Linked DNA regions of Sus scrofa: regions 2, 3 and 4 are each linked to region 1. Evidence: chromatin contacts called from public HiChIP or PLAC-seq and promoter capture Hi-C data. All regions are on one chromosome and are shown on one strand. The core of a region is the stretch at or near the end of the contact, and the rest is flanking DNA. Distances in the headings are between cores, read along the strand shown.

Region 1 (7,145 bases), core at 1,561-4,060:
CCCACTGCAGGCCAGGGATGAAACCTGCATCCTCATGGATACAGGTCAGATTGATTTCTGGTGAGCCACAACAGGAACGACAGCTCACTATTTATTTCTATAACAACTGAGGTTAGAGTACTGTTTCAGTGATGTCTTTTATTTATTTATTTTATTTTTTTTTATTTTGCCATTTCTTGGGCCACTCCTACAGCATATGGAGGTTCCCAGGCTAGGTGTCGAATCAGAGCTGTAGCTGCCAGCCTACGCCAGAGCCACAGCAACGCAGGATCCGAGCCGCGTCTGCGACCTACACCACAGCTCACAGCAACGCCGGAACCTTGACCCACTGAACAAGGGCAGGGATCGAACCTGCAACCTCATGGTTCCTAGGCGGATTTGTTAACCACTGCGCCACGACGGGAACTCCTCAGTGATGTCTTTTAGAAGGAACTGTGACCCAAGTAATGTGACAGCATGGAACTGTGACCCAAGTAATGTGACAGCATGTATCATTAAGTATGACTTGCCACTATTAAGAGATATAAGTGGCATAAATGTGTTTTCGGTGATGTAGGAGAATTTTGCTTAATGAAATATATCAGTGCTCAATAAAGACCCAAATAGTGATAAGGAGCTGGGTGACCAATAATAGTTATGTGATAGCTATCATAAACTGAGCACTGTCAGATGCTATCCTAAGGGATTTTGAGGTGTGCACTCATTTAAGTCTTGCAGCAACACAGTTTCCACCTCCTATTATTATTCTTATTATTCTTATTTTTGGTCTTTTTGCCTTTTCCAGGGCTGCACCTGCGGCATATGGAGGTTCCCAGGCTAGGGGTCGAATCGGAGCCATAGCCGCCAGCCTACGCCAGAGCCACAGCAACTCGGGATCCGAGCTGCATCTGCAACCTACACCACAGCTCACGGCAACGCCGGATCCTTAACCCACTGAGTAAGGCCAGGGATCGAATCCGAAACCTCATGGTTCCTAGTCGGATTCAATAACCACTAAGCCACGACGGGAACTCCTCCACCTCCTCTTATAGAGGAGGAAACTAGCAACAGAAAGGTCAGTTTGCCCAAATCATAAATCTAGTGAATGAATACTTGTGGAGCCAATATTCATATGCAGGTAGTCTAGATCCAGAGCAAGGACTCAACATTTATATTACCTTGAATAAGTTATGAGCTTTTGTATTCTGTTTTCAATATAACTTTAAAAGTCAGGATTCTCGGTTCTTAGAAGCATCAAATGTTCCAGCTCAAAAGCTTAGAATTATCCTTCTCCCACAATCTATGTTGTCTGTCAGCAAATCCTGTTGGCTAGAAGCAAAACTGGTTCTACCTGGTACAGCCATTTGGATGACTGCAATAATTCTTTAATTAGCCTTCTTGCTTTTCCTTGCTTCTCTAAGTCTGTATTGTGGTCTCTCACAACAGCAAAAGGGAACCTTTTAAAAGTCAGCTATTACTTGTCCACTCAAAACTCTGTATTGGCTTTTCAGTAACGCCACCCTGTTTAAAACCTCAAGCCCTACTAGCTCTATCCCCCTTCATTGCTTTATTATTTTTGCAGCACTTAATCACTAGGTATCATAGCATATTTCACTTGTTATTTCCTCCCATTAGAAGGCAAGTCTTTTTCTTTCCCTGCTTATTTCTCAGCGTCACCAAAAGAGCCTTGCACATAGTAAGCACTCAATATACATTTGTTGAATAAATGAATTAATGTGTTTGTTTGTAGATTTGTATAAAAACTTATGAGAATCAGGAAGTTCCCATCATGGCTCAGCTGTTAAAGAATCCATCTAGTACCCATGAGGACACAGGCTCTCTCCCTGGCCTCGCTCAGGGGGTTAAAGGATCCAGCGTAACCTTTAACTGTGGTGTAGGTCGCAGATGTGGCTCATATCTGCAAGCGTCGGCGCTTGGTAGACGGAAGTGGCTGTGGTATGGGCTGGCAGCTGCAGCTCCGATTTGACCCCTAGCCTGGAAACCTCCATATGCCGTGGGGGCGGCCCCCAAAAGACAAAAAACAAAAAGAAACAAACAAACAAAAAAACTATGAGAAAGTTGGGTACTGATCACAGATAACAATTGAGCACTTTGGCTAAACTTTGTGCAAGTTTCATCTAATTCTTGCAACCACCTATGATGTAGTTTATTACTTCACCTTACAGAGTCAAAAACTGATGACCAGAAGCGTTTTCCACAGAACAAACTTGTTTAGTTGACTTGGAACGTGTCTGCCTGGGCGTGTTTCTTCATAAAGGATTAAAAACGCCTTTGGACCAGCCCTTAAGAACTGGGCATTCGCTTAGGTAATCTAAAATTGTCGGTTTCTGCGTTCCCAGTAACCATGGAGACAGGACACCCTCCAGCAAGAACCAAAAAGTGAAATCAGAGACAAAGCCAACACACCCTCATACACACCTATTAAGTTCTGAACTGGAACGTCGTATCAGAGCGCCGGCCCGTCCTCGGTAGGGAAGAAAATATCCAAGATAAAATAGGGTACAGTTACCCATCATCGAGAAAACCCCCCTTCCGGTACAATGGGCGATCACGTGTTAGGGCGAGGCGGAGCGGGGCGGGGCGCAGCGCAGAATCTCACAGGAGCCCGACCAGGCGCAGCTTCCGCCTTGCGGCCCTCGGGCCGGCCTTACTTACAGCATCCCCCGCCCACCCCGGAAGTGGGGGCGGAGCTAAGCAAGCGTCGGCGCTGGGTAGACGGAAGTGGCTGTTGAGGGGATTTAAGGTAGCTTTAAATTCCTGCTGTCTTGAAAGTTCAGTCTCTTCAGCTGGAGTAGGGCTCCGCGCGACGGATGGCTGTGGACGTGAAGTCGCGAGCAAAGCGTTATGAAAAGCTGGACTTCCTCGGGGAGGGACAGGTGAGGCTCTCAGGCAGGGTTCGGTGGGCCCGGAGCCGGGAACGCCGCGCCGCCTCACACCCTCGCAGGTTTTCGCGTGGAAGCCAGGAGACGGGCACGCTGCGTGTCCTCTTTGAGGAAGCTGCCCAGACGCCCTTGCTGCCCTGTGTCCACCGTGGCGGTGAGCCCCTGAGTAGCCCTCTCCGACGAATGGTCTGGAACGGAACGTGGACGGCCCTACCACGTTTCAAGCCGCCGCGAGTTTGCTCCAAGAACCCTTGAGTCCCTTGCTTCGCAACTTCTAAAAAAAGTAAAAAAGCAAACACAAAGCAAAAATCTTAACAAACTGACATTATTCCCGTATTTCTCTCTAGTTTGCCACGGTTTACAAGGCCAGAGACAAGAACACCAACCAAATTGTCGCCATTAAGAAAGTGAGTTAGTTTGCTCTTTTTTCGTGTCTCCTTGAAGATGTGTCTATGTGTGAGCTAATGGCTGGCTTTTTTACGACTGTTGACCGTGCTCTGCTAGTGAGGAGGTCACTTATGTTATTTTCAGAGAAAAGAGAATTTCTTAGTGTCTTGTGTTCCAAGATGGAACTCAGGTTGAACCAGTGTTTTTGTTCCGTTAATTAAAATGAAGAGGAAGCTCTATATTATGTTTGCATTGTAACTCAAACCTTCGCAAAGGGGACAAGTACTGCTAGCCTGTTGGGTCCTTATAATTACTTAATAATCTTTCCAGGCCCTATTTCTGACTTACCTGCATCCACTTTCTATATATCTGTATTTTCTGAGTACAGATTGACTGTGAAAGGCTTTTGCCAGCATTAATGGCATTGATGTGGTGCCTTTTTAAAAAATGATTTTAGTGGTTTTTTTTTAACTTGCAGTCCTTCAAGAAACTTGGGTCATGTTTCGCTGACTTGGTGTATGCCGAGCACTTTAATCCACATTTTTTTCATTTAACCCTCGTAAAAGCCTAGTGATGTAGGTAAAGTATCCCTGATTTACACCTGAGGTGTCTGGGAAGAGATTAGGTGACTCAACAAGATGACACAGATAGTAATTGCTAAAGCTAGGATTTAGATCCAGGTGTCCTGCTTCCAGATTGATTGCCTTTTCCCATGCTGCTGAAATCAGTAACCCTCCTAAGAGAGGCTGTTTTTCTTAGATTTCAACAGCTGTGATGCAGGTGACCTCCATGTTCCTATTGCCGCTGTTGCTGCTTTGAATCTGGTTCTCCTTCCAGATTGCTGACTCCATCAAACCATATCCCTCTCGTTCACCTAGCACCTGGTTCCCACTCTTCCTTTCCACAATTATTCCTGCCATGGTTATCTTTCTTTACTTTTTCTCACTTCTCTCATCTCTAATTCATGTTCTGTAAGCCAGTGCCATAGCTGCTCCCTTGTAAAACCTTTAACTTTCCTTATCCTTTTTATTTATTTATTTATTTATTTTCCTTTTTGCTTTTTCTAGGGCTGCTTCCTGAGGCATATGGAGGTTGCCAGGCTAGGGGTCCAATCGGAGCTGTAGCCACCGGCCTACGCCAGAGCCACAGAAACGCAGGGATCCAAGCTGCGTCTTCAACCTACACCACAGCTCCCAGCAATGCCGGATCCTTAACCCACTGCGCAAGGCCAGGGATAGAATCTGCAACCTCCTGGTTCCTAGCCGGATTCGTTAACCACTGAGCCACGACGGGAACTCCTCCTTATCCTTTTTAAAGTTAACTTTATTAAAGTTTCATTGAAGTATAGTTGATTTATAATAAAGTTATCTTTTCGATTCTACCCCTTTATTCTAGCCACACTGACCTTCCTGTCCCTTGAATATGTTAAACTAATTCCAGTCCCAGGATCATTACATTTCCTCTGCCTTCGGGTTAGTATATTTTTACTCGAAAAACTTGACAGGGCTGATTCCTTATTTATATCTCACTCAGGTATCTACTGCACATAGAGGTCTTACTGGTCATTCAGTCTAAAACAGGTGCGCCTCCCTTTTTCCTTGTGTTCTTTGCCATACTTCTCTGTTATCTTCATAGCATTTATCAAAACCTAAACTGCTTCTATCTATGAGTTTATTTTCTATTTACTACCACTCAAATTATATTTAGGACTGTGGCTACATTTGCAGACACTCATTAAAAATGTATTTGACTTGGGAGTTCCTGTGTAGTGCATTGGGTTAAGAATCCAGCAGTAGCTGTGGCGCAGGCTGCAGCTTCAGCATGGTTCAATCCCTGGCTCAGGAACTTCCACATGTTGTGAGTGTGCCCCCCCCAAAAAAAAGTATTGACTTGACTGACAGATACAATCTCTTCGCATGGTTGGCATGTTGAGTTCTGTGGTTTTCTGAAAATCCTAGTGGTTTTCTTGTTTGTTTGCTTTTATGATAAATTAGAATTTAGACTCCCATCTTTTTTCTCAGTGATAGACTTTTACCCCTTGAAAGTGACTCATAGTGGAATATCCTTTAACTTTTTTTTTTTTTCTTTTTTTTTTTTTTTTTTTTTTTTCTTTTGTCTTTTTGTCTGTTGTTGTTGTTGCTGTTGTTGCTATCTCTTGGGCCGCTCCCGCGGCATATGGAGGTTCCCAGGCTAGGGGTTGAATCGGAGCTGTAGCCACCGGCCTACGCCAGAGCCACAGCAACGCGGGATCCGAGCCGCGTCTGCGACCTACACCACAGCTCACGGCAACGCCGGATCTTTAACCCACTGAGCAAGGGCAGGGACCGAACCCGCAACCTCATGGTTCCTAGTCGGATTCGTTAACCACTGCGCCACGACGGGAACTCCTCCTTTAACTTTTAATTTTTATTTCAAATAGTATATCTTTGTGGTTTTATGGAATGTAACCTTTATATAAATGGAATAAACCTTTAAAAAATTGTGAATCACTATGTTGTACCCCTGAAACTTATATAATATTGTACATCAACTATATCTAAAAAAAAAAGCAGAAATACTTCTCCTTCTACCAAACCAATTAAATTATTTCTCAAAGTATTTTTTTTATAAAGTCAGTTAATAGGCCAAACATTCCTGTCTGTACTCCTGGTTTTTACTCCTTTGAGCAATCACTTTCATCTCCAAAACTGTTTCTTGGGGTATTTACCTCCATTTCTTTAGATAATATGCTTATATCATCATTTCTTGAGTGGTCTCCCTTCCCAGCTTGAGACATTATTTATTTATTACTGTAAACGTTGTCACCTCCCTCCCAACACTTACTGCCTACTCCCACTCATTTGCCAACATGTTTAACTTTACAAAAAGGAAAAAATATGCTACATATTCTGCAGTCTTTCAACCATTACATCTTGGACTTTTAAAGCATCATTGATGTACCTTATCCTTTTAAAAAAGATCGTGTTGAACTTATGTTTTCCAGTTTATTTAACCAGTCCCTATTGGCCTTTGGAACAATTCTCATTTTTCAGTGTTTGTTTTATGTATCTCAACAATATATAGTATTGCATACCTTTAAACGCTTTCTCTGTCTCTCTCTCTATATATATAATATATATTCTGCAACTTGTTTTTCTGAATCATTATTTCTGAAATCTTCTGTGTTGATATATATAGATTTGTTTTATTCATGCTTATGGCTGATTAAATTTTGTTATATGACTATACTAAATTGGTCTAGCCACAAGTCTAGTTGATAAACATTTAGGCTTTTTTTTTTAATGTTTTCCTGTAATACACTCCTTCTGCAGACATTCCTATACATGTGTGAATTTCTCTAGAGAAGGTATCTATAATTGAAACCAGTTATGAATCATTGCTACATAGAGAATACACAGCAGCAACATCACCACATATTGTCAAATTGCTCTCCAAAATGGTTGGATCACTTTAATCACCCACCACATTCTCACCCTCTTTGTATGGGCAGACTTTACGACATTTGTCAATTAGATGGATCAAAAATGGCATGTGGTTGTTTTTTCAGTTAATAGTTCTCAGATAACAGTGAGGTTGATCATCTTTTCTTGATTTAGGTGTTTTTAGATTTTCTCCTACCTGTTTTTCTCTTACGTTGCTTACATTGTTTTTCTTGTTGATTTGGTGGAACTCCTTATTATTCTGATTATTGGTCCTTTGTCAGAAATGTCATTGCAGATCATTATTGACAGAAATAATCAATAACCAAGCTATAAAAGACTATTATAAATCTATAAAAGAATAAAAGAGAGTGCTATTCAAGCCAAACTGAGGATTATAGCCCAGGAGACAGTCTCCCAGTTAGCTGTAGCTGAAAAAGTACGGTTTCCAGTATAG
Region 2 (7,174 bases), core at 1,554-4,053, 390 kb after region 1:
CTGTCATGGCTAGATGCAGACATGTAAAGATGCTTGGTATTTATTATCTTCATCTATTCTGTTAATTGTTACAAACTGAAAAATGGGTAGAGTTAGTCTGGACACCCTAAAATTATCCTATTTTGTAAGGCTTTTAATTTGTTGGTTATTATTTTTTTCATTTTTTATTTTTTGTCTTATGAAAGTTCCCAGGCTAGGGGTTGAATCAGAGCTGTAGCTGCCTGCCTAGGCCAGAGCCACAGCAACACAGGATCTGAGCTGCGTCTGCAACCTACACCACATCTCACGGCAATGCCGATCCTTAACCCACTGAGCGAGGCCAGGGATCAAACCCTCGTCCTCATGGATACCAGTCGGATTCTTTTCTGCTGTGCCATAACAGGAACTCCTTCCTTGTGTACTTTTTTTTTTTTTTTTTTTATGGCGGTTCCCAGGCTAGGGGTCCAATCAGAGATACAGGTTCTGGCCTACGCCCTGGCCACAGTGACTTGGAATCCGAGTGGCATCTGTGACCTCTGACCCTGAACCCGGCATCCTCATGGATGCTAGTTGGGTTGCTAACCTCTGAGCCATGATGGGAACTCCTGTACTTTTTAATGTGGCTGTAATACCTGCTCAAAAATTACTATAGTTAGGAGTTCCCATTGTGGTGCAGCGGAAACGAATTTGCCTAGGAACCATGAGGTTGCGGGTTCAATCCCTGGCCTCACTCAGTGGGTTAAGGATTCAGTGTTGCCATGAGCTGTGGTGTAGGCTGCAGACACAGCTTGGATCCCTCCTTGCTGTGACTGTAGTGTAGGCCAGCAGCTGTAGGTCCAATTCGACCCCTAGCCAGGAACCTCCATATGCTGTAAATGAGGCCCTAAAAAGAAAAAAAAATTATTATAGTTGAGACTTTATAAGTTAATGCGAGCATTTTTAATCTGCTTCAGGAAGGAGCAGTAGGGCAATAAACAAGGCATTCTGAAGAGAAGAGGAAGATTCAACAAATGAACAAGACAATATAAGAATTTTTAAATACAATGACACAAATTTAGAGGGTAATATGACAGAAATTAATGAGAGGTTGGCTTACATTATGTAGGGTAGTACAGGAACTCCTCTAAAATTAGAAGGAAAATGTCTGGAGATGAAACTGGCTCTATGGATTATGGGCCAGTGTTTGAACCTGCAATACAAGTCCCCTGACTCATGGAAAACAGAAGCCTGACTTCCTTTTTGGAAGGAGAAGAAAATTCTACAAGAACACCTGTTACATTAATAACAAAATGCCTGGGGAATAAAACCTTGAACTGATTGAAAAGATTGCTAGGTCATCTAGAAAGAGAGACAATTTTAGATGTTTTTGAGAATAGGAAGGCAAGAGTGAAAGCATAGAGAAGAGAAGGCTATACTGTAGGCTCCCTCCGGCACTCTGAACAGCGACTTCAAACACACCTAAAGAAGCTCAAGAACTTGACAAAAATAATTCCTGCCAAAAATATCTCAGGAATATTAGAGTTACTGCCAGAACCAAACAGCTCTGTACAGCATATTCTGGTATAAACAGAAGGCACTGGCCTTTCTTACCCAAGAGTCTATGGCAGTCCCAGTTCTGCAGGTAAAAAAGTAAGTAATAACTGAGATTAAATCTCCTGTTTGTAAAGGGATGGAAACAGAGTCAGATTTAATTTTACTATTAAATATATAAAATCATAAGATTTTTGATACACATCCAAGTTTGTAAAGTCTTAAGAGTGTCATAGTAATTTTAAGTCTCTAGTTATCTCTGGCAGACACGCTCAACTTTTTTTTTTCCCCCTTAGGGCAGCACCTGTGGCATATGGAAGGCACACTGAAGCTGCCAGCCTACTGAAGCTGCCCACCTACTGCCACTGCTGGATCCAGCCGCATCTGCTTCCTAGGCAGCAGCTTGCAGGATCCTTAACTCACAGAGCTAGGCTAGGGAAGGAACCAGCCTCCCAATGGATACTAGTGGGGTTCGTTCTATTTGTTTGTTTATTTATTTATTTATCTTTGTAGTTCACAAATTTTCCTTATTTTTAATTTTTTTCATTTATAGTGATTTTTATTTTTTCCATTATAGCTGGTTTACACTGTTCTGTCAATTTTCTACTGTACAGCAAGTTGACCCGGTTACACATACATGTATACATTCTTTTTTCTCACATCATCGTGCTCCATCATAAGTGACTAGACATAGTTACTGCTGAGGTTCTTAACCCGTGGAGCCACAACAAGAACTCCTCAATTTAGAATTTTTAAGGCTGGAGTTCCCATCGTGGCGCAGTGGTTAACGAATCCGACTAGGAACCATGAGGTTGAGGGTTCGGTCCCTGCCCCTGCTCAGTGGGTTAACGATCCAGCGTTGCCATGAGCTGTGGTGTGGGTTGCAGACGCGGCTCGGATCCAGCGTTGCTGTGGCTCTGGTGTAGGCTGGTGGCTGCAGCTCCGATTCAGCCCCTAGCCTGGGAACCTCCATATGCCGCGGGAGCGGCCCAAGAAATAGCAAAAAAAAAAAAAAAAAGAATTTTTAAGGCTTAGAGACGTGCTGATGAGCAGGCAGTGCTCTACAGAATCCTCTACAAACAAAAACGGCCAGCGACTTTAAGAGTTTTGTAAAAGTCTGAGCTGATAGATTGACTACCTCTTCTTTTGAACAATTCCTAAGGAGAGCGAAGAGCACGCCAGCGCTGCTTCTCATTTCCCGTTCTCAGATAACCCAGGCTCCAGAGCTTGACAGTTACCATGGCTCCGGGCGCTCTACGTCTTACGCCATCCGGCGGCGTTGGGTGATGACGCAGTCAGTTCCGGCGCCCTCCGAGGGCGGGGATTCAAGGTGCTGAGGGAAACTTGGCAATTAGTGTAGTAGGGTCATGAAGAAGAGGCGGCGGCGGGAGATCCGAGGCGGCGGCGGGAGCGTGAAACTGCGGTAGCTGTCTGTTCGGCTGGTAGTGTGGCTCTGTGGCAAGAGCGTAGTTCTTAAACTCCTCTCTGGGCAGCAGCCGGGGCTCGGGGCTGAGAGCGGCCGTGGGGCCGCCTCCCCGGGCCCCCTGGCTCCGCCATGTTCCGCAGGGCACGCCTTAGCGTGAAGCCGAATGTCAGGCCTGGAGCGGGCGCCAGGGGCTCCACTGCCCCCAATCCCCAGCGTGAACAAGAGGCTCCCAGGCCGCCAGAGCCTGCCGCGGCCTCTGTCCCGAAGCCAGCGGAACCTACAGATGTGCCTCCGGTGGATTCTGGGGAGGCAGAACCTCAAGAAAAGACTCCCAAGAGCAGGTAAGGACTTGCAGAGGCAGCGTTTTCGTCTACTCCTCCCTTGTCGTGTCACCTGGAAGCGGAGTAAAGAAACTTTATGAATAAGTACTCTTTCGCTTGCACTAAGCCTGGCAGTTGAGACCGCCGAACACACTGCAAACTGCAGTTGGTCACTCTGACCACACGGTGTGGGAAGCGTGGATTTTGTTACCGAGTATAGATTCTTTGAGACGGGACCATGTCTTAAAGCGGTGGCGGGAGGAATCCGCACATAACAGTTATGAGGTGAAGAATATCCACATGTAGTCATTGGAGCGTTTAGATCACCACGGTTTTCATTCTTTTGGAATACTTTGCTGGTGTAAGTTTTTAAAAAAATATTAAAAACAATTATTCTTAAAAGAAGAGGAGTGTTACTTGATTCTACATTATGTCAACGGAAAGGAAGTCTGGTTATTTGTTTTAATTTGAGGCTGTGGCCCTTTAGCTATAGTGACCATGTTTTCTGAACAGAAAAGCATGTGTCATGTACTACATTTGGATTCAGAATTCTTCTCCTTAACAATTCATGGATTTCGCCCAGGCAGAGTTTTTTCATATGCAAAATGTGGATAACATAACCTGCTTTGGAGAGTTATTGTAAAAATTAAAGATAACTGATATAAACTGTCTTGCATAGAACATGGCAGAATAGTTACCTACCTTTAGGTGTTTAAAGGTGATGGAACAAAGTAATTAAAGTTAAGACATGTTGAGTTACTAATGGTCTCTGATTTTTTTTTTTTTTTTTTTTTTAGGGCCACCCCTGCCGCATTTGGAAGTTCCCAGGCTAGGGACTAAATTGGAGCTGTAGCTGCCAGGCTACACCACAGACACAGCAACCCGGATCCAAGCCACATCTGTGACCTACACCACAGCTCATGGCAACACTGGATCCTTAACCCACTGAGCAAGGCCAGGGATCCTGCATCCTCATGGATACTAGTCAGGTTCGAAACCCATGGAGCCACAATGGGAACTCCCTGATCTCTGTTTTTATACTCTAAATATGAGGAAACCAAGGAAAACCAACCCCATTAAATGACAGTGAGATGGCATAAATTTTTTTTCTATTGTGATAGGAAGGTGACGATTTTACTCCTTTCTTTTTTGGTTTGATTTTTTCTGTTGGCCTTAATTGGTGCTGGGTATAGAATGTTATTTTGATAGCTTAGTGATGCTTAGTAATTTCCAAGTTTCTTACAAGAATTTATTTCACAATTTCTCCCAATAATGGACTACAAATACCAGTTACTGTTAAAGTAATAAAGTTTACAGAGATTCTGTTAACTACATGTGAATGCATGATTATCGATAATATAAGTGTAGTCTTGAGACATTTAAGATTAAGGGTATTGCTTTCATAGAGTAGACATTTAGTAAATATACTTTGTTTTTTATCCTTTTTTAAGTGGGTCTTTACTTTTTTTTTTTTTTTTTTTTTTTTTTTGCTATTTCTTGGGCCGCTCCCGAGGCATATGGAGGTTCCCAGGCTAGGGGTCTAATCAGAGCTGTAGCTGCCAGCCTATGCCAGAGCCACAGCAACGCAGGATCCGAGCCGTGTCTGCAACCTACGCAGGATCCGAGCCGTGTCTGCAACCTACACCACAGCTCACGGCAAAGGCAGATCATTAACCCACTGAGCAAGGGCAGGGATCGAACCCGCAACCTCATGGTTCCTAGTCGGATTCGTTAACCACTGCGCCACGACGGGAACTCCTAAGTGGGTCTTTACTAATTGTAAAAACCTATAGGGTGTATGTTTTGTCCTTTTATGCATTCAACTTAACTGGATAAAATGCAGGTGGTATCACATTATTAGGGCTGAGATAAGGGTTTAATTTGGATACTTTCTGGAAAGGTTATTTTATAGGTTTAGGCATATTCCACTTTTATATTAAACTAATCCTAACATGAAAACAGTAGACTGCTTTTATTTATTTTTCTTTTTGGCCACAAGGTACAGCAGCTTAAAGTAGGATCTCAGTTCTCAGACCAGGGATTGAACCTGGGTCCCAGAGGCAAAAGTGCTGAATAGTAACCATTACACCAACAGGGAACTCCCTGGTTTTAATTCTTGACTTATATCCTCTTAAGGCCATTCCTGAAATATTATATCTAGTCTAAACTATAATATATATAATTTCCAGGGACTTACTACTTTCTTTAAGTGAAGAGTTTATTTATTTTTATTTTTATTTATTTTGTCTTTTTAGGGCCGTACCTGAGGCATTTGGAGGTTCCCGGGCTAGGAGTCAAATCTGAGCTGTAGTTGCTGATTTATACCACAGACAGCAACGCCAGATTCGAGCCGAGTCTGCGACCTACACCACAGGTCACGGCAACGCCTGATCTTTAACCCGCTGAGCAGGGCCACGGATTGAACCTGCATCCTCATGGATACTAGTCAGATTCACTTCCACTGAGCCACAATGGGAACTCCAAGAGTTTATTTTGATAGCTGAATAAGTAGAGTTATACCTGACAAAAGATAAATGATTTCTCTCTTGAACAGAATTTGGTTTGATTGATGTAGCTCAATATCTTCAAATAACTGCAATAGAAATATTTCAGAAGGTTGACATTTTGTATGTTTGGTTTGACCGATTCCAAGTTGATAGATAATTAAAGTAAAATGCCAGTAATTTAAATCAGTTTTAAGAGGGTGTCTTTATAGATTATAAACTTAATTTTAAAAAAACAGCGCTCATTTGGTCATCTCTTGGGGTATAGCAGGTTTAAGGATCCGGTGTTGTCATTGCACATCTTGGGTCACTACCGTGGGTGGGTTCAGTCCCTGGCCCAGCAGCTTCCACATGCTGCAGGCACGGCCAAATAAATAAAACAACCCTCATTTAATGGTGTACAGTGTGTAAAAACACTGAATCACTGTACTGTACACCAGAATCTAATCTAATATGGTAAATCAGCCTATATTTCAGGAGTTCCTGTTGTGTCACAACAGATTAAGAATCCAACTGGTATCTATGAGGATGTGGGTTCTGTGCCTAGACTCACTCAGTGGGTTAAGGATCCTGTGTTGCTGAAAGCTGTGGCATAGATCAAAGACGTGGCTTATATCCCACATTGCTGTGGCTGCAGTGTAGGCTGGCAGATGTAGCTCCAATTTGACCCCTAGCCTGGGAACTTCCATATGCTGTGGGTGCGGCCCTTAAAAAAAAAAAAAAAAGGAAAAAATCTATACTTCAATAAAAAAACTTTTCTTTAAATTTATCAGAAGAAAAAGGGGAGTTCCTGTCATGACTCAGTGGTTAAGGAATCCGACTAGGAACCATGAGGTTGCGGGTTCGGTCCCTGCCCTTGCTCAGCGGGTTAAGGATCTGGTGTTGCCGTGAGCTGTGGTGTAGGTTGCAGACTTGGCTCCGATCCCGAGTTGCTGTGGCTCTGGCATAGGCCGGCAGCTATAGCTCTGATTAGACCCCTAGCCGGGGAGCCTCCATATGCCACGGGAAGAGGCCCAAGAAATGGCAAAAAGACAAAAAAAAAAAAAAAAAAAAAAAAGAAGGGAAAAAAAAAACCTTGGAGTTCCCCAGTGGCTCAGTGGGTTAAGTATCGGGTTGTCACTGCTAGGGCTTGTTGCTGCAATTGAATCAAAGCTGCAGCTGCCAGCCTATGCAGCAGCCACAGCAACTTGGAATCCAAGCTGCATCTGCTTGTGGCAACGCTGGTTGCCACCTCAGCTTGTGGCAACGCTGGTCCTTAACCCACTGAGTGAGGCCAGGGATCGAACCTGCATCCTTGTGGATTCCAGTTGGATTAGTTTCCATTGCATCACAGTGGGAACTCCCTGGCCTGGGAACTTATGCATGCTGCAGATACAGCCCAAAAAACCCCAAAACTGGAAAAAAAAAAAAAAAAA
Region 3 (7,075 bases), core at 4,112-6,611, 510 kb after region 1:
TCCGACGAGGAACCATGAGGTTGCGGATTGGATCCCTGGCCTTTCTTAGTGGGTTAAGGATCCAGCGTTGGTGTGAGCTGTGGTGTAGGTTGCAGACGTGGCTCGGATCCTGAGGTGCTGTGACTCTGGCGTAGGCTGGTGGCTACAGCTCTGATTCGACCCCTAGCCTGGAAACCTCCATATGCTGTGGGAGCGGCCCAAGAAAAGGCAAAAAGGCAAAAAGGCAAAAAAAAAAAAAAAAAAAAAGTTAAGTATTATAGGGAGTTCCCATTGTGGCTCAGTGGTAATGAACTTGACTAGTATACATGAGGATCCAGATTAAATCCCTGGCCTTGCTCCATGGGTTAAAGATCCGACATTGCTGTGAGCTGTGGTGTAGATCATAGATGTGGCTCGGATCCCATGTTGCTATGGCTGTGGTGTAGGACGGTGGCTTACAGCTTTGATTTGACCCTTAGCCTGGGAATTCCATGTGCCGCAGGTGTGGCCCTAAAAAGACAGAAAAAAAAATTAAGTATTATACATGGCTTAAAAAGTCAAGTAGTGATAGAAAATTACAAAAAAGCTGTTTTCTCTGATTATGTACTTTTTCTTTCTTTTTTTTTTTTCAGCCATGCCCCCAGCATGCAGAAGTTCCCAGGCTAGGGATTAAACCCATGCACAGCAGTGACCTGATCCACAGTAGTGTTTACAAAGCCAGATCTTTAACCTGCTGAGCCACAGGGAACTCCTGATATTATGTATTTCTGATATGTATTTCTAAATATGATTATTTTGTTATGTCTTAATTATGAATGTTAGACACTGCCAACTGACTTTTTGTTACGGTATATAAGAATTTTAGCTCTCTTCACTCCACATTCCTTTCCTGCTTTCTCCCAATATGTTAATTTTGGGGTTAATCCATTGTATTAATTGTAATTATTCACTGCTGTAACACCTAATGAACTGAGGCAACATTTCCTTTCTGGTACAACCTTTTGTTTTTCTTAGAGTTAAGAGTTTTTTCACTTTTTCATTTGCTTCAGATTTGTTCTTGAACCTGTGACTTCACTTTCCATACCCTCTGCCAGTCTGTTCATGCTTCTTTATAAATGCTTCTGTTTATACTTTCCTACATGGGTAACCTATCATATAAACTGTTTCCTTTTTTTTTCTTTCCTGGAGAACTTTATGGAGTTCTTCCTGCTTTAATCAGGACTGAGCCTTGGCGTTCCCATTGTGGCGCAATGGAAACGAATCTGACTGGGAACCATGAGGTTGTGGGTTTAATCCCTGGCCTCCTTCAGTGGCTTAAGGATCTGGCGTTGCCCTGAGCTGTGGTATAGGTCACAGACTTGGTTCAGGTCTGGTGCTCCTGTGATGTAGGCCAGCAGCTACAGCACTGAATCAAACCCTAGCCTGGGAACCTCTATATGCCGCGAGTGCGGCCCTAAAAAGCAAAAAACAAAACAAAACAAAAAACAAAAACATTTTTGGACTGAGCCTTCACAGGTATCCATGTGCAGTATAGCTGTTATGCTGAGACTTCTCTGTGAATTCCCTACCTCTCTCTTCTGGTTTGGGTTCTCTATGGAGCCTATGTCATCTTTCTTCTGCTTTTTTCTTTTTTTTTTTTAGGGCCGCACCTGGGGCACATGGAGGTTCCCAGGCTAGCAGTCCAGTTGGAGCTGTAGCTGCTGGCCTATGCCAGAGCCATAGCAATTGGGGATCCCAGCCACGTCTGCAACCTGCACCACAGCTCATGTCAACACCAGATCCTTAACCCACTGAGCAAGGTCAGGGATCGAACCTGCACCCTCATGGATGCTGGTTAGTTTTGTTACCGCCGAGCCATTATGGGACATCTTCATCTTTGTTTTTCTTTTATGGCCATGCCCGCAGCCTGTGGAAGTTCTCAGGCTAGGGACTGAACCAATGCCACAGTAGTAGCACAAGCTGCAACAGTGGCAACACCAGATCCTTAACCTACAAAACCACCAGGGAACTCCCTAAAACCCAATTTTTTAAAAAAAAATTATTCTATTGATGTATAATTGATTTACAATGTTGTGTTAATTTCTTCTGTACAGCAAAGTGATTCACACACACTCATATATACACACACATATGCTTTTTTGTATTCTTTTCCATTATGGTTTATTATAGGATATTGTATATAGTTCTCTGTGCTATACAGTAGGACCTTGTTTTTTATCCAGCCTATATATACTGGTTTGCATCGGCTAATCCCAAATTCCCAATCCATCCCTCCCCCTTGGCAACCACAAGTCTGTTCTCTATGTCTGTGAGTCTGTTTCTGTACTGTAGATAGGTTCATTTGTGCCATATTTTAGATTACACAGATAAGTGATATTCATATGGTATTTGTCTTTCTCTTTCTGACTTACTTCACTTAGTATGAGAATCTCCAGTTCTATCCATGTTCCTGTGAATGGCATTATTTCATTATTTTTTATGACTGAGTAGTATTCCATTATATATATTTACACACACACACGCACACATAAAATCTTATCCATTCATCTTCAATGTTTATCCCAGGAGATTGGATATAGTGCTAAACATTAGGATCTTGACGTCTTTTTTTTTTTTTTTTTTTTTTTTTTAGCTGCACCTGAGCATGTGGAAGTTTCTGGGCCAGGGATTGAACCCACACCACAGCAATGATCCAAGCCACTGCAGTGAAGGCGTCAGATGCTTAACTTACTGCACCACAAAAGAACTCCTGGGTTATCTAATCTAAATGTTTGCATTTCAATGGACATTTATTTAGTTAGTTATTTTTGTCTTTTTAGGGCCGCACCCTTGGCATATGGAAGTTCCCAGGCTAGGGTTGAATCAGAGCTGTATCTGCTGGCCTACATCACAGCCACAGCAATACCAGACCCTAGCCACGTCTGTGACCTACATCACAGCTCATGGCAACACAGAATCCTTAACCCACTGAGCAAGGCTAGGGATTAAACCTGAGTCCTTATGGATACTATTCTTCCTATTTTTGCCTACTGCCTTCATATATTTCCTAGTTTTGTTTTATGGCCACGCACGAAGCGTATGGAAGTTCTTGGGCCAGGACTGATTCAGAGGCGTAGGTGTGGAAATTCTGGATGCTTTAACTCACTGTACCAGGCTGGGGATCAAACCTGTTCCTCTGAAATGACCCAAGCCACCATAGTCAGATTTTTAACCCACTATGCCATAGTGGGAACTCCCATATATCTTCTAGTTGAATTGAAGGTAGGATATGAATTATTTTTTTGTTAGTTCTATGCTTTGGCATCCTTTTTTGGGGGGGGGGGCACACATGTGGCTAATGGAGGTTTCCAGGCTAGGGGTCAAATCAGACCTACAACTGATGGCCTACGCCACAGCCACAGCAACATCAGATCCGAGCCATGTCTGGGACTTAAACCTCAGCTCATGGCAACACCAGATGTATACTAAGGATAAAAAGCAAAAAACAAAAACAAATGAAAAAAACACTGAACAAACCTAGAAGGAAACTAACCTTAACATCATAAGAGCCACATGGGGAAAACCCACAGCAAATATCATACTTAATGGTGAAAAATTGAAATCTTTTCCTCTAAGATCAGTAACAAGCTAAGGATGTCCACTTTAACCATTTTAATTTGATATAGTACTAGAAATTCTAGCTGGAGCAATTAGGTAAGAATGAGAAATAAAAGGCATTTATATTGGAAAGGATAAAGTAAAATTATAACAGTTCACAGATGATTTATTACATGCAGGAAGCCCTAAAGATTATGTACACACACACACAATTAGAACTAATGAATTCTGCAAAAGAGCAGTACACAGTTAAAAATTGAGGGTTTTTTTGTCTATTTTTTTTTGTCTTTTTAGGGCCGCACCTGCAGCATATGGAGTTTCACAGGCTAGGGGCCCAATTGGAGCTGTAGCCATCCCTCTACGCCAGAGCCACAGCAACAGTGGATCTGAGCCACGTCTGTGACCTACATCACAACGCTGGATCCTTAACCCACTGAGCTAGAACAGGGATGGAACCAGTGTCCTCATGGATGCTAGTCCGGTTCATAAACTGCCGAGCCACAATAGGAACTCCTGCATTTAAATATGCTAATAATGAACAACCTGAAAAGGAAACTACAAAAGCAATTACAAAACAATAGGCAAAATAATCTTGAAAAAGAAGAACAAAGCTGGAAGACTCACACTTAATAATTTAAAAACTTATTACAAAGCCACAGCTATAAAAATTATGTGGTACTGGTATACAGACAGACATACAGACCAATGGAATCAAATAGAAAGTCCAGAAAAAAACCATTGCATGCGAAATAATTTTTGATAAAAAATTTTTTTTTTGACAAGGGAGCCAAAGACTATTCAATGGGGAAAGGACTGTCTCTTCATGTTGTTGGGAAAACTTGGTACCCATATACTAAGGAATTTAGCCAGGCCTTTATCTAACATCATGTATAAAACTAATTGAAAATGTCTCAGACTTAAGTGGACTAAATAAGATTTTTTCTCATTGTCCAGTGGATAAGAAGCCCAGATTTGTTATAGGCAAAGTTTTAGAAATGTTATAATCCTATATAAAACATATATAAAATATGTACATCCAAGTTGTAATTTATCACTCTTAGAGTTTTTAATTTACTTGTTCATGATCTCTGTGCTTTATAAAGGAGGGCACTGTGCCTGTTCTCCACTGTATCCCCAGCTCCCGAAGAGCACCTGACAGAAGACACCTAAGAAATACTTGTTGGAGTTCCCGTCATGGCTCAGTGGTTAACGAATCCAACTAGGAACCATGAGGTTGCGGGTTCGATCCCTGACCTTGATCAGTGGGTTAAGGATCCGGCGTTGCTGCGAGCTGTGGTGTAGGTTGCAGACGCGGCTCGGATCCCCCGTTGCTGTGGCTCTGGCGTAGGCTGGCAGCTACAGCTCTGATTAGACCCCTAGCCTGGGAACCTCCATATACTGAGGGAGCGGCCCAAGAAATGGCAAAAAGACAAAAAAAAAAAAAAAAAAAAGAAAAAGAAATACTTGTTGAATGGATGAATAAAGAGTTTAATTTCTTAGGGCAGCTTGTTCAGTGTCCAGCTCTCATATAAGATAAGCTTTTTCAAGTCCCGCAATGTCCTTTCTGTCTGCAGGAGAAGAAGAAAATGGTGCATAGCAAAAGAGCTGAGACCGACTGAAAGGAAACCTAGCCCAGCTCTCAACTCTCAGCTCAGCGTCTTAGGAGGCGCGTCTCCACAGGCTCGCGATACGACAGGCCTCGTGGGCTGCACCCCTGTCCCTTATTGGCTGAGTTGGGGGGCGTGGGGCTCAGGCCGACCAATCACGGACGGCGTGCGTCAGCACGTGCGGAGGTCGACTTGAGAATCTGGGAGGTTTCAGGCGAGTTAGGGCTGCCTGGAGCGGAGTGGAGCTGTGGCCTCGAGACGGGGAGTTGAAGGGGGAAGCTTGGGCTCCGAATCGGCGCAGGCGGCTCTCACGCGTTCCTTCCTGCCTTTGTGCCCGCTGCCATGTGGGCTACCCTGAGGTTGGCCCTGAGGCCGTGCGCCCGCGTCCCTGTCTCCACGCTGCGCGCCTATCATGGGGCTTCCGTGGTCGCACTGGGCACTCAACCAGACTCTAGCTCTGCCATCTACCAGGTAAGGCTGGGTGAGCGGCCTGGAGGACCTAGCCTGAGTCAGTGATTCGTCTTCCACTTGTCCTCCAGGGCCGGACCGACGGGCCGAGGCACTGGCTGGACTGGGAAGCGGGTGGAGGATGGGCTCACTTTAACAGCGGCTGCTTTGTTCTCTGGATCCCATCAGGATTCTGGGACGCGCTAGGGATTCCTGAAGTTTGCAAGAGAAAATCAGATACATTTTAGTTCCCTTTTAGCAGTGGTACTGTATTTTGTATCTTTACCATCAGTTGTTCTCAAAACCTGGTTTAGCAATTGTCACCTGGAAATTTGTTCGTAGTACAGCTGCCTTAATCCTCACCCTGGATCTTTTTGGTCTCCGGGGTGGAGTCCTAGTGTTTGCATAGTTAATGAAGTTGGGGGGGGGGGGCTTGGTGGCTGTCAGGTTTGGGAACCACTGGCCTAGCACAGCTCCCCCTGGCTTGTGCTTCCCAGACTTTAAATAGTTGGTTATGTTAATAGAATAGAATGGTCTATGTTAAGACCATTTATGTGTCTCAAATGGTCTTTCTTGGACTTGGGAGGCATCACAAGGTTATAGAGACAACTCCTGGTTTGTGAAATATCAGAGCTGGAAATTTTCAGTCTCTCTCATGGTTTCTAAGCCTACACAGATAACATTAAATTGTGCAGGAGTTCCTGTCGTGGCTCAGTGGTTAACAGATCCGACTAGGAACGAGAGGTTGCAGGTTTGATCCCTGGCTTCGCTCAGTGGGTTAAGGATCCCGGCGTTGCTCCGATTAGACCCCTAGCCTGGGAACCTTCATATGCCATGGGTGTGGCTCTAGAAAAGACAGACAAACAAAAAAACAAAAATTAGGAGTTCCCGTCGTGGCGCAGTGGTTAACAAATCCGACTAGGAACGATGAGGTTGCGGGTTCGGTCCTGCCTTGCTCAGTGGGTTAAACGATCCGGCATTGCCATGAGCTGTGGTGTAGGTCACAGACGCGGCTCGGATCCCGCGTTGCTGTGGCTCTGGTGTAGGCCAACAGCTACAGCTCCGATTCGACCCCTAGCCTGGGAACCTCCATATGCCGTGGGAGCGGCCCAAAGAAATAGAAAAAAGACAAAAAAAAACCCCCAAAAAAACCCCACAACATTAAATTGTGCAAATAACTTTCAGTTAAGACATTTAAAATAATTCCTGCCTTTAGGAAAACAGTAAGGTTGAAAGAAAAGCAGCAGGCTGAGGCAGAAACAGTATCCAATGAGGGCTTCCAAAAGTCTTGTAATTTCCTGGGATCAGGAGAGAACATTTAATTCAGAAACATTGGGTGGTTACTGTGGTCTAGGCACTATTTTAGGTGTATAGTATAGATGTATAGGAATGGGATCCTAATTTTGTGGGGGAGATAGACAAAAAAGCAGTGCATCATGGTAAGT
Region 4 (7,368 bases), core at 595-3,094, 370 kb after region 1:
CTGCTACCAACAACTTTTTTTTGGGGGGGGGTGTCTTTTTAGGGCCTCACCCAAAGCTCATGGAAGTTCCTGGGCTAGGGATCAAATGGGAACTGCAGCTGCCGGCATACACCACAGCCACAGCAACGCCAGATCCGAGCCTCGCCTGTGACCTACACCACAGCTCACAGCAACACTGGATCCTTAACCCACTGAGCAAGGCCAGGGATCAAACCTATGTCCTCATGGATACCAGTCAGATTTATTTCCACTGAACCACGATGGGAACTCCAATGATCTTTTACAGCACCCAGTCTCAGCTACTCATTTCTATCTTCTTTATTATAACCATTAACTACAACCTCTCCATAAGTTAACGGCAAGAATCCTACTCTTCAACCACCACCCTCCAGGCTCTGCAACTCATTCCTTTTAGTAGCCTGATGATGACAATTATTCTACTTCCCTGGAATTGGTAAAACATTGGTTCTCTCACTTTTTCTCTCACCATCCTAATGTCCTCATTTCCTTTCTTAGCCAGCTAAATTCCATGGTCAATCATCAGGATAACACCCTGTACCCTCTCCCCTGCCTCACTTCATACATGGTAAAATTACAACCCTATTAACTTCAAACATTCATTTATTCTGTCTGCCCTCACACACCTGAATTTGAATTTAGCTAGAGAAAAACACAATCATGCTGTCTAGCCTCCTTTAAGCTGACAACTAGGATTTTGAAGTAGGCCTTTAATGTTGCCTAGCAACATTTCCTACCATTCCTCCTCTCTAACCACCAACACCTGTTTCCTGCCCTGTCTTTACTAGCTAATAACCTCACTTCTTTTACTGAGAGAACAGCATCAATCAAAACAGAATTTTCACAATCTCCTGCCCATCCACACAAATTTGTATTCATATAACTATCACCACATGAACTGTCAATATTTATAACAAAGGCCAAATCCATTCCCTCCTACCTACTCTAGAACATTGCTTCAGTCATTCTCTTCTCTCTCCTGCATCATCAATTTTCCCATCCTTACTGGATCTCCATTAGCCCACTAACATGCTGAAACATCTCTCCCACTTTAAAAACAAGCACAAACACAATTAAGAATACCCATTATCTCATTTCCTTCTCCCTCTACTGGTCAAATTTTCTACCTTCCAGTACTTAGAATAAATCTTGAAATATCTGCTTACAAACGCTGCCTTAAATTTCTCCTCTCCGATTCTCGAACTCGCCCCCATCACATTTCACCCAAGAATGAATTCTAACCTTCGCCCTTATAAACCTGCTTACTTGCAGTCTTCCCCATCTAGGTAAAAGGCAACTTCATCTTTTCAACTGCTCAGAAAAATCTCGGAGTTATCTTTGACTTTCTTCTCTCAAACCTTTATTACCGAATCCATAAGCAAAACCTGTTGCCTGTGATTTCAAAATACATCTAGACTCCAAGTACTTTGTCATTCACAGCTAACACCTGGATCATTTCAACAGACTAACTGGTTTCGCCGCTTCACCCTGGTCTGACCCCGCACACCCTCCAGTGAGAAAAAGGGATGGACAAGCCAAGGTACAAGCAAGTAGCGGTGTGGCACTGGCTCAAAGTCATTAACGAGCCCTAACTGCCAGAGGAAGGAATTTGAGGTTGAGGCTCCCAAATGGGTAAAGTCTTAGAAACATGCCCACCACGACCTGGGCAGTAAGCGGACTGGCCGGAGAAGGAGCTGAGGGCGAGGAGGGGACGCTGGTCGGAGGTAGCGCCGGCCGCAGCCTCACCTGGCCTGCACCGCGCCGGAACAGCACCGAGTCCTCCGCCTCAGGAACACCGCTGCCGCCGCCACCGCCGCCCATCGCCATGGCGCGCCTACTGCTGGGTGCGCGGCGTGGGCTCAGTCCCTCCGCGAGTGACGACTTCCGCCACCGGGCCTCTGGGAGCGGAAGAGCATGGCGGCTTGCAGACCGCGGGCTGGAGAGAGTAACAACCAGCGCTTTAGGAGCGCTGGCCCCGCCTGCTCCAATCGCGGGCCGCTTTGGTGTTTCTTCTCTGGATCTTCTCAATTTTTTGATTTCACCTTTATGTTTGTTCGTGGGGTGATTCATCCAGGGTTTTTGTATTTTATTTTATTTATTATTTTTTGTCTTTTTGCCATTTCTAGGCCCGCTCCCATGGCATATGGAGGTTCCCAGGCTAGGGATCTAATCGGAGCTGTAGCCGCCGGCCTACACCAAAGCAACAGCAACGCGGGATCCGACCCGCGTCTGCAACCTACACCACAGCTCACGGCAAGGCGAGATCCTTAACCCACTGAGTAAGGCCCGGGATCGAACCCTCAACCTCATGGTTCCTAGTCAGATTGGTTTCCAGTTCGCCACAAAGGGAACTCCGGGTTTTATTGTCTTAAACAACACATTCTCTTAGGTAAATAATATTTCTTCTAGGTCATTTAGAAAATACCGGTAAGGAGTTCCCGTTGTGGCTCAGCGGAAACAAATCTGATTAGCATCCATGATGACACAGGTTCCATCCCTGGCCTTGCTCAGAAGGGTAAGGATGGGTCATTTCTGTGAGCTGTGGTGTAGGTCCCAGACATGGCTGGGATCCCATGTTTCTGTGGCTGTGGCGAAGGCCTGCAGCTACAGCTATGGTTGGACCACTAGCCTGGGAACCCTCATGTGCCGCGGATGGGGCCCTACGAAGACAAAAAAAAAAGGAAAGTATGGGTAAGTTAGCAGGAAGAAAAAAATCAGTCCATTGGTAACCAATAATAATACAGCTACCTGTTTAAAAGTGCTTTTGTGTGTTTTATGTACTTTTTCTTTTCACAACAATGCTGTGAATTAGGGGCTCTTATTCCCTTTGAAAGATGAGGGTACAGGCACAGCGTTTACACAGCTGCCTGGAATCTAATCTAACATGCCTTAAGCACTTTCCAACCATAACATTTAGATTACTATTTCGTCTCCCAAATCTCTAGTAACTTTTTTTTGTTGTTGGCACCTGCGGCAAGGGGTCAAGGTGGATTATGTGGAAGTTCCTGGGCCAGGGATAGATTGCTTTGGCTATTTTAGTGATTTTTTTTTAACTAATATTCTTTTACATTTAGGGAAAAAAAAGGTTTGTCAGAGTTCCCATGGCACAATGGGATCCGAGGTGTCTCTTCAGCACCGGGACACAGGTTTGATGCCCAGCCCATCACAGTGGGTTAAAAGGGTCTGGTGTTGCCAAAGGTGCACCTTAGATTACAGCTGCATCTTGGACCTGATCCCTGGCCCAGAAACTCCATATGCTGCGGGGCAGCCAAAAAAGAAAAGAAAAGCTTGTCAAATAGAGGTAAAAACAGGAAAACAAGCTACTCGTAGAAGAAAAAAAAGGGGGGGGGCAATAAATATGAAACTATGTCTAAACTCTGGAAGCTCTGCATTCAATCTGTTTGGATTCATATCCTTAACCTCCCACTTTCTAGCTGGGTGACTTTGGGTAAATTCCTTAACTAAAAATCTCAATTTCTATAAAAATCTATAAAAACATACACAGCAGTGGTAACTACATGTGAAGACTAAGAGAAACAAAAAACATAAAGCAGAGAAAATAGATATTTAACAAAAAAAGAAAATCCAAATGTCCAATAAATGTGAAAAAATGCTCAACCTCTATGGTAAGGGAATTGCAAATTAAAAACTAAGATAACATTTCTCACTCAAGTTGGCAAAATTACTAGAGATTAATAATATCTAATGTGGGAGTTCCCAGCGTGGCACAAGAGGAAACAAATCCGACTAGGAACCATGAGGTTTCAGGTTGGATCCCTGGCTCAGTGGGTTAAGGATCGGCGTTGCCATGAGCTGTGGTGTAGGTCGCAGACGCAGGTGGATCTGGTGTTGCTATGGCTGTGTTGTAGGCCGTCAGCTGCAGCTCCGATTAGACCCTTAGCATGGGAACCTCCATATGCTGCGGGGGCAGCCCTAAAAAGACAAAATAATAATAATATCTAATGTGGAGTTCTCTTGTGGTGCAGCAGGTTAAGGATCTGGTGTTGTCACTGCAGTCACTTGGGTTGCTGTGGTATGGGTTTGATCCCTGACCAGGAACTTCCACATGTTTTGGGCATGGCCAAAGAAAAAAAAATCTAATATTATCAAGGGCATGAGGATATGAAGTACTGACTTCTTATTGGAAAATAACTTTATTACAAACAATACCTTTGCCCTGGGGATCCTACCTTTAAGAATTTAGTCTTATAGAAATAAAAGCACCAGTACGTAAGGGTAAGTATGACGATGTAACAGAATTCTTCATAGCGACAAAAGCCTACAAATATCCTGATTGTCCATGAATAAGGAGATGACTGGAAAATTACTGTACACCCATACCATGGTTAGATTTCTACATACTGACCTGTAGCCATGGCTACTGAAAGTATCAAGTTACAGAGTTCCCTAGTGGCTCAGTCAGTTAAGGATCTAGCATTGTCACTACTGTAGTGAGGGTTCAATCCCTGGCTCCAGAACTTCTGCATGCTGAGGGTGCAACCAAAAAGAAGTACCAAGTTACAACCAAGTTTTCTATTTTTGTCTTTAAAAAAACTCTCTTGTACTGGGTTGAATGATGGCCCCCAAAATGATATGTCAATGAGACACCTTTGATCTTGACATGAGATTAATTGATTAATTGATCCTGAATTAAGAGTGGGCCCTAAATCCAATGACAAATGTCCTTAGAAAAGAGGAGACGAGTTCCTGTCATGGTGCAGTGGAAACGAATCCAACTAGGAACCATGCGGTTTCGGGTTTGATCCCTGGCCTCACTCAGTGGGTTAATGATCCAGCATTGCTGTAGCTGTGATTAGACTGTAGCTGTAGCTCAGATTAGACGCCTAGCCTGGGAATCTCCAAGTGCTGAGGGAGCGGCCCTAAATAATAATAATAATAATAATAAAAATAAAAAATAGAGGAGACAGGAAGAAGAGAAAAGAAGGTGACATGAAGACAAAGGCAGAGAGAGGTTATGCTGCCACAAGCCAAGTAATAACTGAAGCTTCTAGAAGCTGGAGGAGGCAAGCTAGGATTCCCCCCTGCAAATCTTCAGAGGAAGTATGTCCCTGGTTGCACTTCAATTTTAAGCTTCTGGCTTCTAGAACTGTGAGAGAACAAATTTCTGTTTTTGCAAGCCATCAAGTTTGTGGTAATTTGTTATAGCAGCTCTAGAAAATACCCCACTGCCCTTAATTATATGTATATTTATTCACGTTTGCATGAGCATTGAGAGAAATACACAACTATTTTATATAGCATATATCTGTATGCTGTATAAAGAATTCAACTTCCAGGTATATATTCAATAGAAATAAGTGCTTATGGATTTCCCTGGTGGCTCAGCAGGGTTAAGGATCCAGTGTTGTCACAGCTGTGGCTCTGATTACAGCAGTGGTGTGAGTTGATTCCCTGGCGCCAGAACTTCCACGTGCCATAGGCACAGCCAAAAAAAAAAAAAAAAAAAGAGATGTGCTTATAACCACCATGTGTGTGTGTGTGTGTGTGTGTGTGTGATGACAGAATTATTCGTAATAGCCTCAAACTAAAAGCAATCCAAATAGCCATGAAAAAATACAATGAATAACTAAATTATGGTATATTCATATAACAGACTGGTACACAGTAATGAAAGAATTACTGCTATGTCAAGTCAGAGGAGTCTCACAGACATAATGTTGAACAAATGAAGCCCAATTCACAACAGTACATACTGGATGGTTCCACTTACATGAAATTCAACAAAAGGCATAACTAATGTATGGGAATATTATCTAATGGGATGGTTAAGGTGCTGAAAATGTCCATATATCATCATCTGGGTGGAATCATTTGTATGTGAAGGTCAATCAAAATGTACATTTAAGGAGATCCTGTCGTGGCGCAGTGGTTAATGAATCCGACTAGGAGCCATGAGGTTGCGGGTTCGGTCCCTGCCCTTGCTCAGTGGGTTAACGATCAGGCGTTGCCGTGAGCTGTGGTGTAGGTTGCAGACCCGGCTCGGATCCCGCGTTGCTGTGGCTCTAGCATAGGCCGGGGGCTCCAGCTCCAATTCGACCCCTAGCCTGGGAACCTCCATATGCCGCGGGAGCGGTCCAAGAAATAGCAAAAAGACAAAAAAAAAAAAATGTACATTTAAGATGTACACTCTTTATTTTCATTTCACTTGGACAAATGCCCAGGTGTGCAGTTATTGGGTCACATAGTAAGACTATGTTTAGTTTTCTAAGTAACTGCCTAATTTATTGCTAAATTTCTTTTAGCTCTTTTGGTGCATTTCCCCAAATTTTCCCTCATCAGCTGGCATTGCATTTTGGAGTTTTGAAACCTGGAAGAATGGTATAAGCTTCATCATTGTTTCCCACACGTCACACATTCATGTGCCACCTTCATGATTTGCCACAAAATCTATCTGTAAACTTGAATTGTAGCCTTGCAGTAAGAGTACTGGACTCTTACTTAGCTTTAGTCTGCCCAACATCCATTTCCCCTAACTCCTGGCAATGGAACCCCAGATTTTTAGGGGGAGCACTGATTGCTCACTGGATACAGTCTTGGTCGTTCAACACAGGCGTCCCTCCTTCCTCTCACCAAGGTGTATGCATGTAACCCATACTAGGCCATTGACATATATACTAAAAGTGGTTGTCAGAATTTGAATCAGCCCTGTGAGAAAGAACCATCTCATACTCTCACACTGCCTGGAGTTTTTTTTTTTTTTTTTTTTTTTTTTGCTTTTTAGGGCCGCACCCCCAGCATATGGAAGTTCCCAGGCTAAGGGTCAAATTGGAGCTACAGCTCCTAGCCTACACCACAGCCACAGCCACAGGGGATCCAAGCCGTGTCTGCAACCTACACCACAGCTCATGGCAACAATGGATCCTTAACCCACTGTGCAAGGGCAGGGAATGAACCTGAATCCTCATGGATACTAGTCTGATTCATTTCTGCTGCACCATGATGGGAACTCCCTTTTTTCCTTCCTTCCTTCTATCTCTTGACCTTCCCAAAGCTTTGAGTCTTCAGCTTTTCTATGGACTTTGGAGTGTCGTATCCTTTCAAATAACTGTTGTAGTTATTAACTAATAATCCTATTTGCAAATAAAACTTCTTCTATGTTGCTTTTTTTATTTAATGATTTTTATTGTTTTCCATTATAGCTGGTTTACACTGTGCTGTCAATTTTCTACTGTACAGCAAGGTGACCCAGTTACACGTACATATATACATTCCTTTTTCTCACATTATAATGCTCCATCGTAAGTGATTAGGTATAGCTCCCAGTGCTATACAGCAGGATCTCATTGCTTATCCACTCCAAAGGCAACAGTTTGTATCTATTAACCCCAA

What was found. Promoter capture Hi-C pulls out the DNA fragments that hold promoters and counts their contacts. HiChIP or PLAC-seq counts read pairs in DNA pulled down with a chosen protein or histone mark.
Region 2: a contact with region 1 is called in a promoter capture Hi-C map of liver, with 4 times the contacts expected there. The contact joins the promoter of BDP1 here to the promoter of CDK7 in region 1. A contact is called at or near these places in 2 of 5 promoter capture datasets (fetal liver and liver) and 2 of 2 datasets of contacts at active chromatin or transcription factors (alveolar macrophages and skeletal muscle).
Region 3: a contact with region 1 is called in an H3K27ac HiChIP or PLAC-seq map of alveolar macrophages. The contact joins the promoter of MCCC2 here to the promoter of CDK7 in region 1. A contact is called at or near these places in 1 of 5 promoter capture datasets (fetal skeletal muscle), 1 of 47 Hi-C or Micro-C datasets (fetal skeletal muscle) and 1 of 2 datasets of contacts at active chromatin or transcription factors (alveolar macrophages).
Region 4: an H3K27ac HiChIP or PLAC-seq map of skeletal muscle shows a contact between it and region 1, with 4 times the contacts expected there. The contact joins the promoter of SMN1 here to the promoter of CDK7 in region 1. A contact is called at or near these places in 1 of 47 Hi-C or Micro-C datasets (embryonic fibroblasts) and 2 of 2 datasets of contacts at active chromatin or transcription factors (alveolar macrophages and skeletal muscle).

The regions. Positions count from the first base shown.
Region 1 is chr16:47,407,458-47,414,602 of Sscrofa11.1, forward strand. CDK7 (cyclin dependent kinase 7) reads left to right here and starts at 2,811. Exons shown (of 12, transcript NM_001166314.1): 1 at 2,811-2,876; 2 at 3,230-3,289. The coding sequence starts at 2,811.
Region 2 is chr16:47,798,470-47,805,643 of Sscrofa11.1, forward strand. It overlaps BDP1 (transcription factor TFIIIB component B'' homolog), which reads left to right and starts at 2,804. Exons shown (of 38, transcript XR_002339791.1): 1 at 2,804-3,276.
Region 3 is chr16:47,911,947-47,919,021 of Sscrofa11.1, forward strand. It overlaps MCCC2 (methylcrotonoyl-CoA carboxylase beta chain, mitochondrial), which reads left to right and starts at 5,362. Exons shown (of 17, transcript XM_005672531.3): 1 at 5,362-5,654. The coding sequence starts at 5,526.
Region 4 is chr16:47,775,474-47,782,841 of Sscrofa11.1, forward strand. SMN1 (survival of motor neuron 1, telomeric) reads right to left here and starts at 1,845. Exons shown (of 8, transcript NM_001130735.1): 1 at 1,765-1,845. The coding sequence starts at 1,845.